Regions from separate parts of the Gossypium hirsutum genome. Here all the other regions are linked to region 1. The links are chromatin contacts, called in public Hi-C maps. All regions are on one chromosome and are shown on one strand. The core of a region is the stretch at or near the end of the contact, and the rest is flanking DNA. Distances in the headings are between cores, read along the strand shown. Region 1 holds the start of LOC107909957 (putative clathrin assembly protein At1g25240). Region 2 holds the start of LOC107908291 (probable ascorbate-specific transmembrane electron transporter 1). Region 3 holds the start of LOC107909959 (RNA demethylase ALKBH10B).

Evidence for each region. A called contact is a pair of places that touch in the nucleus more often than the background predicts.
Region 2: a Hi-C map of leaf shows a contact between it and region 1, with 3 times the contacts expected there. The contact joins the promoter of LOC107908291 here to the promoter of LOC107909957 in region 1. A contact is called at or near these places in 7 of 34 Hi-C or Micro-C datasets (callus, hypocotyl and leaf).
Region 3: a Hi-C map of leaf shows a contact between it and region 1, with 3 times the contacts expected there. The contact joins the promoter of LOC107909959 here to the promoter of LOC107909957 in region 1. A contact is called at or near these places in 10 of 34 Hi-C or Micro-C datasets (callus, hypocotyl, leaf and 1 more).

Annotation. Positions count from the first base shown.
Region 1 is chrD02:50,584,869-50,588,176 of Gossypium_hirsutum_v2.1, reverse strand. LOC107909957 (putative clathrin assembly protein At1g25240) reads right to left here and starts at 1,520. Exons shown (of 3, transcript XM_016837672.2): 1 at 55-1,520. The coding sequence starts at 1,129. LOC107909955 (65-kDa microtubule-associated protein 6) reads right to left here. Exons shown (of 12, transcript XM_016837669.2): 7 at 3,210-3,308; 8 at 2,968-3,055; 9 at 2,816-2,889; 10 at 2,648-2,722; 11 at 2,051-2,412; 12 at 1,674-1,973. The coding sequence ends at 2,071.
Region 2 is chrD02:50,125,197-50,128,504 of Gossypium_hirsutum_v2.1, reverse strand. It overlaps LOC107908291 (probable ascorbate-specific transmembrane electron transporter 1), which reads left to right and starts at 1,462. Exons shown (of 4, transcript XM_016835509.2): 1 at 1,462-1,634; 2 at 1,796-1,844; 3 at 2,069-2,274; 4 at 2,352-2,821. The coding sequence starts at 1,476. The coding sequence ends at 2,609.
Region 3 is chrD02:50,283,469-50,286,776 of Gossypium_hirsutum_v2.1, reverse strand. LOC107909959 (RNA demethylase ALKBH10B) reads right to left here and starts at 1,814. Exons shown (of 8, transcript XM_016837676.2): 1 at 721-1,814. The coding sequence starts at 1,327.

The DNA of each region.
Region 1 (3,308 bases), core at 271-2,770:
TATAAACAGGTAAATTGTTAATGGGTACAAGAGGTAGTAGTAGATGATCTTTACCAGCATCATCTTCTGCTACTATTTTGGTTTCATTAGAGAAACCATACTGTTGTTCATCGTTTTCCTCGAAAACCACCCATTTGTCTGTAATTATCGTCCTCAAAGTTCCCCTTGTGTATTCTTCCACAACTGCTGTCATTTCCATTTGGTTCATTTCCTCGAAACCCTCCTTGTAATTGATCGTCTTCTCTGGAACTGAAACCCCATTCATTATCCTCTCAAGTTCTTCAACGTCTTCATCAGGGATCCGAGTAACGGTGGGGAGTTCGGTGGCGTTTAGGACGCCATATTCCTTGCAGAACTCGAAGAAGAGAGAAAGCTCTTCACTCTGTTTCATTGCCTTTTGAAGAACCCTAAGCGCCATTGCCGCTTCATGTTTGCTTACGGAATATATTTTCAACAAAATCTTGGCAATCTCGTTGCAGATTATACCGTAAACATCGTATATCTCAATGATCACACAATCCATGGCTTCCATAATCAGCCTAACCTTCATATTCTCCGCTCGAGGCCTAATTTGAAGCAACAAATCAAGCAAAGATTGCCATTTCTCCAATTTCAAAAGCTGTTGCACCAACAACAAACGCTCCTCGACTTTGTTGTTGTTGTTCTGATTATCTTGCTCTAAAAAAATGGCAGCTCTTTGATCTAGAAACGCAAAGTACTCACGGATGATACTATTGAAACCCCAGGTTTTGCTGGGCTTGGAATGTCCATCGCTGAAAGTGGAAAGATCAAAGGGTAAACGCTGCATCATTTGAACCACTGGTGCCTTACAATGGAAAATGCCATGCATGAGCATCAACCCTTTAATGGCCACCACCCAACTCCGAGTCTTCTCCATCCTCCTAGACAAGGCCCATATAAGAGGACCTAGGCTAACGGGCGACGCTCGAATCCACGAAAACACAACCTGCGCACTCCTTTTATCAATGTGTAATTCATCGTGACTTGTGGCCTTTATAATGGCAGCCTCAAGTTCAGGGTTCCTAAAGGAATTCCTTCTGGAAATATAGACCACCACTATGCTGTTCTTATCTTTGACAGCACCAACGGCCCTCTTCCATAGCTTCATGTTTCTTCGACCTCAACCCTCCGTCGCCCTTACAAAGCAGCGGGTTTGTCAGAGGTGGTCCTGAAGCCCCTCTTTTTGTTTTTGTTTTTTTCTTAATACAAAATTTTGCTTCAACAAACCCAAAACCGACGGCCTACGACTGGATAGAAAACTAAGCTGTGATTTAGCCATGTCTGCCTGTATTTGCCATTTGTTAGCATATATCTTCGGACAAGTTTATAGTTGTTTCTCTTTACGCATTTCTATTTTGGGAACAAATGGCTAATTTCATAGACTATGATTAGATGTTAAAAAATAAAAATAAAAATCACTTGCATGTGAATTATCTGGTTGGAACTTGCTAAACTCGGTGTTGTACAAAAAAAAAAAAAAGGAAGTTAAATTTCAACTGTGTATACATGAATTATGAAATTGGTGAAGTGGTGTTAAAAATGCTTACTTGACATAAGAAATTTTGAACAAACATGGATGATAATATAATGATGATCATACTAGAGTACATGTATATACATTGCAAACATACATTCAAGCATGTACACGTACATTCAAGCAAAAAAATCCAGTAATACTACTACTATCAATATTATCAGTACATGTAACACCACACAAAAACAAGTTAAACACAATTTTCAAACTGGTTTCTTCTTTTCTCCCTCTCCGCAATGGCAAATAACATCATTTCCATGCGAACACCCACAAAAGTCAGTCACCTGTCCGACTCCTACCAATTCACAATCCGTACACTAATCTATCCATACCCTTTCTTTCGTATATTCACAACACACGGTTCTGCTGCTATTAATCCAGTCTACACTTATTGCAACTATATGATCCTATCCTCTTCCTGTGATTGAACAAAAATTGTTTTAAGCGTGTGAACAACATTAACAGAAGAGGTTCAATGGCGTAGGCAAAACATACCACTTCTGGATTTCTAAACTTCAGCTATGTGGTGGAGACCCGAGCTCCGAATCACATACTGAAGTGTATGTAGATACTGTATCTTCCTTTGATATGGCCACAAAGTTTATAGGTGCTGTAGACAACCTTCTCATTTCCTTGAAGTAGCCATTTTGACGCCCCAAATATGAACGTGGTGTAAGTAGCTCGGGAGTTGCTCCACCCACCGAGTTCCGACGAGGTGTACTGGGAGTCATGGATCCATTTCCATTTGCTCGATAACCATTTGTCTTTCTGAAGCTGTTACTTTTCCTTGGACTAGGTTTTGACCCATAAATGGCTTCTCTCTCTGTCAGGAGCAGATCTTGAATCTTCTTTTGGTCCTGCAAAATGGAATAGAAAAGATATTGTTTTTATGCATGTATAAGTCGTAGAGATCAATGCACACATTCAATATATGGCCTGCTTGGAAATGCCATTCATCATATAAAAAGTCGCTTTAAGCAAGTTGAAAAGGAGATGAGAAAAGAAAGGAAAATGGACAAGGTACCAAAGGGCTAAAAGGTTCAGATAACTCGGCAATAATATTTGCAGAAGCAAAAAACATATTAAAATTACCCTGCATCTCTTCTTTTCCTCCTCTCTTTGTTTCCTTGTCAGCTTGTAGTCCTCCAGTATCGACACCAGTCGCTCCTATATGCATACAAGTATGTCATGTTTAGGAACAAGCTTATTCAGAAACAATTCCAAACGACAATGATTGTGCAAGTTTACAGAACTACTGACCCCATCATATAGAAACAATGCCCTTTTTTCTTCTTCCCAAGCTAACGTTCTGTTGATCAGATTATCCACAATTGCTGCAAAGGGTACCATTATTTAGCTCAACAATACAAACATATCCATCAGAGAGTTGGATGAATAAGAAGAGTAAATACCCGGAATTTTGGTTACTGTTATTCGAGCTTTTTCTGCACGCTTAAGGTTAATATGTGCACCTCTCCCTGCATTGTACCGGTTTTCATCCTGAGATTCAAAATGAAGTTAACAACTAATGAATTAAAATTTTATAGACAAGGTGAATCAGATGTATTTATTTTGACTCACGGAATAGTACACAAGCAATATTGAAGAGAGAAACTAAGACAGGGAAAACACATGAGATACACACAATGCTTACTTGATTGTAGTCTTCCAGCCAATTTTCTTCTTCACAAGCCAAAAGCCATCGATCTATTCTATCCATTATATCTTTTCGACTCAGAGCTTCATCTTTAAC
Region 2 (3,308 bases), core at 213-2,712, 460 kb after region 1:
AGTTATTTAGTACAGCTGCTAGCTTAGGTAGGGTGGAGTGGTGAGTATAGGGTTTGGTTTGCTGCAATGCAATGAATGAGGTTAGCAAACATTATTGCACAAGTGTTTTGTAGACCTAGGAAACTTTGTCAAAAGTTTCAATCCAACCATTTCCAAATCTGGTTCAAATTCAAGTGAAAAAAAAAAACCATGCTTTTGTGCTTTAGTTTTCAGTGCTTAATTATCCGTTGAACATATTGGCTGGAACTTCTTCGAGGCATTGTAACTTTGCAGACCCCGTTTTAGATATGATAATTTAAGATACAACCCAGATTTGATTTGCTACGGACAAATGAGCAATGAGAAGGAATATTAAGTGAAACTTTAGAATGACCCATTTTATGTGGGTTGGGGTTCACTTTGAGGCCTATGTCAAAATGGTTATTGGCTGGCAACAAGTATTACTAACGGCATTTTTTAGTCCTAATATAGATCCAAAATGGCTAAGAGCTTAGCATCAATCTTCTAGAGCCAGGCCTAGTTTGGCAATCACAACTTCCTGGGCTGCTGGGAGTTCGAGACTCAGGTTTTAAGCTTAGGTCGTGATATGGATCAATACAAGTTGATCAAGTTCTTGGTTATAAAAAAGAAGATGAAACATGTTTGACCCGTAATAACTTTTATACATATATTATTATAAAATAACATATATTACTCTATATAAATATAACTAGTCATTTTAAATGACTATAACTATAAAAAAAAAAACTCAATTAGCATTGCAACAACGTGCAGAATGTGAGTTTGATCTCACTTAAGATTTAAGGGTTTGGGAGGATTTATAGGTAAAAGAAAGCTTGTATAAAAAGAAAGATAGGTAATGAAAACTGGTATTATTATAATTATATATAAAAATTACAATATATGAGAAATAATCATATTACACCCTCATTAAAATTACATAAAAGAGTTATTTAAATATATTAGCAAAAAGTAAATACTAAGTAGTACAGTTATTATTACTTTTACATAAAAACTAGATATTATGGAATTATTTACAAACTTAAATTAATGTATTTTATTTTAATTTAAAATGCAAGAAATATTTGAAGAGTTTAGCTAATCGCACAAGTTGAGTTTTAGAAATGGACGAACTAAATCATTAGTAAAATTTATGATATGAACACCTTTGGCTTTTCTTATGGCTCCAAACGCTGCCTATTCTCCGCAATAACCCCAAACCACAAACAAACAATCGAATGCAAGCCTTACTAAGTTCTCTGCATGATTGGTAATTGAAACCATTAAGTCTCATACATACTTTAATTAGCCCCAATATTGTTCATGTTATTGGAGTTGTCACCATTGAATCAGCCGGCTGGACGGTTTGGTAGTATCTTCCCCAATCAAACCAAAAGCTCTCTTTGTTAATGGCTCAAATGATTTTATATAACACTACTGACTACTGAGTTCTCCATCTAGGTTCTGCAGATGCAATGGCGCCTAAGAGCAGAAGCTACCAAATTTCTGCAACCCCTGTTATAGTATTTGGACATTTGTTGTTTATAGCAGTGACAACCCTTGTGCTAGTTTGGCTTCTCAAGTTCCGGGAAGGCCTTGCTTTTGAATCTGCTAATAAGTTCAAGATTTTCAATGTGAGTTCATTTGCGTTGAGAATCCCTTCTCTTTCTTCAGAAACTGTTTCATATCTTTGTTTCTATATGATCTGTGGAGGACCTATTGTTCTTGCATGGATCAGTTTGCTTCTATGCCTACATTTTAATCTCTTTCAGCTCCCCCCCCCTCTCATTTGCAGCTTCATCCACTTCTAATGGTGATTGGATTCATATTAATGGCTGGAGAAGGTAAGTAGTAATTGTCAGTGGCTTTTCATGTATATTAACATAATTAATTCAAACATTATGTCTATGTTGCTCTACTCTTTCATTTTCTTGAATGTCTAATGCTCCGTACGATATATTTCCAGATTATATATTAGAGTATCATTGAATGAATTTTATTGAAATAAGGAAATCTGATTGAAAAGTGATGTGCATTATTGTTATGACTGAACATATATATAAAACAGCAATCATGGCATACAAGTCAACCCCAAGTAGAAGAGACATACAAGTGCAAAAGGCAGTCCACCTAACATTGCAAACCATTGCTCTTGGTTGTGGGATCTTTGGGATTGTTGTAATCTTCAAATTCCATAATGAGACCAACATGCCTGACATGGTTACCTTACATTCTTGGCTAGGCATGATTACCATATGCTTATTTGGTTTACAGGTACCTAAAATTTTAATCAATTTCTTTCTAATTCAGTTAGGAATTTAAAACAAAAACATCCCTATCTGGTATTGCAGTATTTGCTAGGATTCTTCTCGTATGTGTTCCCAGGTGCAGAATCATATTCAAGAGCAGCCTATCTGCCATGGCACACTTTTGGTGGCTTACTTATCTTCTTCTTAGCAATATGCACAGCTGAGATGGGGTTGCTTCAAAAGTTCCTTTCGTTATTCCTAATTCGCTCCCAAGAAGCTCTCATTGTCAACTTTATAGGATTGTTGCTTTTCCTATTTGCAGTTGCTGTTGCCCTCACTGTGGTTCTCCCCAGATATTAGTCATGGTTCTTTACTTTCAAATTATTGGACAATTTTATGAAGAAAATTCATGAAAATTCATTATTGCCGGGACTCAAAACTTTTTCCATTTTCTTTCTTCCTTTGTCATACCTAATAATCATTTTTGGATTTTAAAAAAATAATAACAATAATTCTTTTAACTTTTTTATTTTTCAAAGATAAAAAGTCTCAACTAAAATTAAATGTTGATTTCATTAATGACACCGTGTCACATTAGTCCCTGCAAAATCAGCCATGCAAATGGACATCTTCAAGTCTATAATTTTGGGGGTTTATTTATAAAATGAGCTTCAACAAATAACCCAAAGTTCATGCATGAAGTATCGGTAAAAGTATTATAAAGATATTTATATTAAAAATTAAATTGTATTTTAATTCTTTCACTCAAAAATAGAAAAAAATCAGTCTTTATACATTAAATCAAAAAGTAAATTGGTTATTTTTGTTAAAAATTTCATTCATTTACATTGTTAAAAAATCGGTGTGGTTAATGAAATAATTAAAAGTGATACATGATGTGCCACGTATACCTCATGCTAATTACATGGGCCTGTTTTTAATAGTAGAAATATATATAATTTTTAATAGAATGATCAATTTACTCTAGACCTATTCATGGGCCGGGCCAGGCCCACAAAAATTTCAGCCCGTTTACTAGGCCCGGGCCTGGCCCGAAAT
Region 3 (3,308 bases), core at 565-3,064, 300 kb after region 1:
GAAAGAAAAACAACAAAGCGCGGAATAGTTATCAAATGCACATCTCTTATTTTTCTGTCACCCATCTCTCAACCATCTCTCAAGTGGGTGTAGGTATGATTTTTTCTAGAACAGAAAGGAGTTGATGAGGTTTTTAACCTATGCCATTCAATTAACTTTTGGTTTATATTGAACATAAAAATAACTTATTATATCCAAGTACCACACACACATACACAAAACAGAGCACAGACTAGCTATTAAATGCATGCCTCTTATTTTGTTTTCACCCATCTCCCACTATGCCACTCTCAGATGTAAAAAGTACCTGCCTTTAATTTTATATAAATCCACTTGCAAACAAATGGTGCAACTTTCAATTAGGTAGGTATATACATATTAAGGTCAAAGCGGGAAATTGAGAATCTGATAGCAATTTCCAAATAAGAAAGCTTGTTTTAAACATTAAATAAACAATTTCTTGTTTGGGATAATATGTCTAATCCAAGAAAGAAACATGTATATGGCAACACCAAGCTTTTTAATCAAGGAAATAGTTGATAAGTCAACAAAATCAACACCCAAAATCCCATTTAGAAATACAACTTTCAATCATCCCAATCAGAAACCAAAAACCAAACATAAAAAGATACAGAATACAAGGTAACATTCACTGAAAAATTTAATGTTCACACAACGTAAATAAAAAAGATAAAGAAAGAAACATAAACCAAAAGTTACCTTTTATATCCTCCGAGACTACTGAAACTTTATCCTCCCCACCCGATTTATTGTCATCACGTTTCTCAGTCTTCATATCGTTTCTGTCTGAAATTGTGTTAACAGTCAAATTCGCATCATTATCCACGCCAGAATTCTGCATTTCTTTAGCCACCTCTAACCTATGCCCCTTAAACCCAAAGCCAGATCTTTTGTACTCTTTCCCCCCAAGTTTCCCTTGATCATAAGGCTTTTGTCTCCTTCTCCAGGAGACCTGTTGAAGCGCGTAGGAGACCTCAGCAACAGAAAAGTACTGCTGCATATGAAGCACGGGGTTCCAATTAGATCTCCTTTGTTGAATGCAAGCAATCACGGCTTCATACTCCCCTACTTCTCCAACCTCACGCAAATGTTGACAAAGAGAGTCAATCATAGCATTGGCGGCGGCGAATTCCCCTCGCAACCAATAGATGAAGCCATCACGCTCATCGGGGAACCATTGCCGAGGTTGGTGCTGGTGGATCTCACCTCCAGCAGCTCCACCTCCGCCGCCGCCAGCTCCTGCAGCTGGAGGAGCAGCGAACTGCATTTTATCAGATAAAACTACATTTCCCGATGGCATTGCCATTGAGAAAAACTCCCTAACCAATCGAGGAAAAAGAAATTTAAAATACCCCCAATTCAGATCTAACTAATTCAAATCCCAAAAATCCAACCAACACTAAAAATTAATTTAAAATAAGATAGAATTGAGTGAAAGAAAATTTAGCAATTGAGTTTTAATCTTCGATTCCAATTGGATCTAATAAAATATTTAGAATGAGAAAAAAAAGTAAGGAGAAAATGGTGGTCTAGTTTAGTCAGATCTGGAAGCTAAGTCTTTGGAATGCTCTTCTTTTGTTGTGTGATGGGCGTGTGAAGTTACAGTAAAAGAGAAGTGTGACGTGAAGATGGGGAGTGTCAATGCTCAATTTTTTTAAAATAAAACACATCTAGGGTTTGATTTTTTTCATTATTTTAAGTTGAAAAAGGAAAAACAAAACTAAAAAAATTGCTTCTTCGTTACGCATGTGGGTGGGCTTAAATAGAGTCCAAACTTTTTTTTATTTTTCAATGATTTATATGTATATTTTGAGATTTAAATAGAGTGGTTTAAGAACGTATACAATGTGCGAAGAAGCTGAATCACACATGCATAATCTTTTGTTTTTTTATTCATAATTCGCAAACTGAAGGATATTAAAATTTTATGGTTAAAGTTTATTTTGATGTTTTATATATAAAGAATTTTTTTATTTTAATTTTGTTGAATTACAATATCAGGGGTAAAACTCAAACGACTCAAACTCAAATCACATTCGAAATAGTGAACACCATTAACCATCAAGCAATAGTGTGATATTCAAAGTATGTATTTTCACTTAATTTTTAGATTTAACGGCGGAGGCAATCACTAAACTTTTTTAAAAATTAATTAAACCCCTAAAAAGCATTCATCCATTTAATGTATTAATTAATATAATAGAGTAGTGTGGAATACACTGATGAAATGAAAAATAAATGTTCCAAAAAAACAATTTGTTGTTAACGAATTTGGATAATCCCTCAACAACACAAATTACATTCATCTTATTTTACTAACATTTCAAAAATGATATGGTTTAAAAAGAACCCTAATCCATCATTGGATTATTGAGAAGAAATAAAGTGGAACATTTGTAGAATTCACACCTTCGATCAAAAGTCTGAAAAATGATCTCCACAGGATTTTCTAGGTTTCAAAGAAAAAGCAAAAATGTATCTAAATTTTGAATGATAATTTATTTTTTTCGGTACATGTTTGTAAAAAAAAAATCAACATTGATACTTAATGGAAACAATTTGAGGAAAGATTCATCCATGAAACCATGATCTTATGGAATATTTTTTATGATGTTACTTGAGATTTATTGATTTAGTATGTTTAACCATTGTCATAGATCATTATACGATTTATCCTATTCATTATACATTTTTTCATTATTTTTTATTTTGCAACTCATGCTTTGTAATAAGGTATAATGTAATCATATTTATTGCGGATATTAGTAACAAACACACGAATTCTAGAATTCACTTTCACCACGTGTAAGATTGATCTGTTGTAATTTGATATCTCAAATTAGGCTCCTCGACACTCTTAATGAGCTTATTCTCGAGTAATTTAATGTCTTTTTCATGGTTTTCATTTATTTTTTGTTCTTTAGCTTTAATATGTTCTTCAAGCATTTTATGCTTATTTTGTCCTATTTTGAGACCTAAATTGGCCAAGGGTGCCATTTGGACCCTAATGAGTGATTGAGTGTTGTAGGAGCATGTTGGTGATCCAAAATTGAATGGAAACCATGCCGCTAGCATAGGTATTGCGACATCGTTGTTTGAAGGGAACAAAAATGACATTAGAGGTAGTTTTTATCCACCTAAAGCACCAATAAAATAAAAGACATATAGGGATATTTTGGTCATAAAAATAGGGTTATAACCAGTTTTAAAAGCCACTTTTAGTTGAATGAAAAGGGGAGACTCTTTTTTCTTTGTTTTCTATCATCTTTTCCTTAATTTTAGGTTAG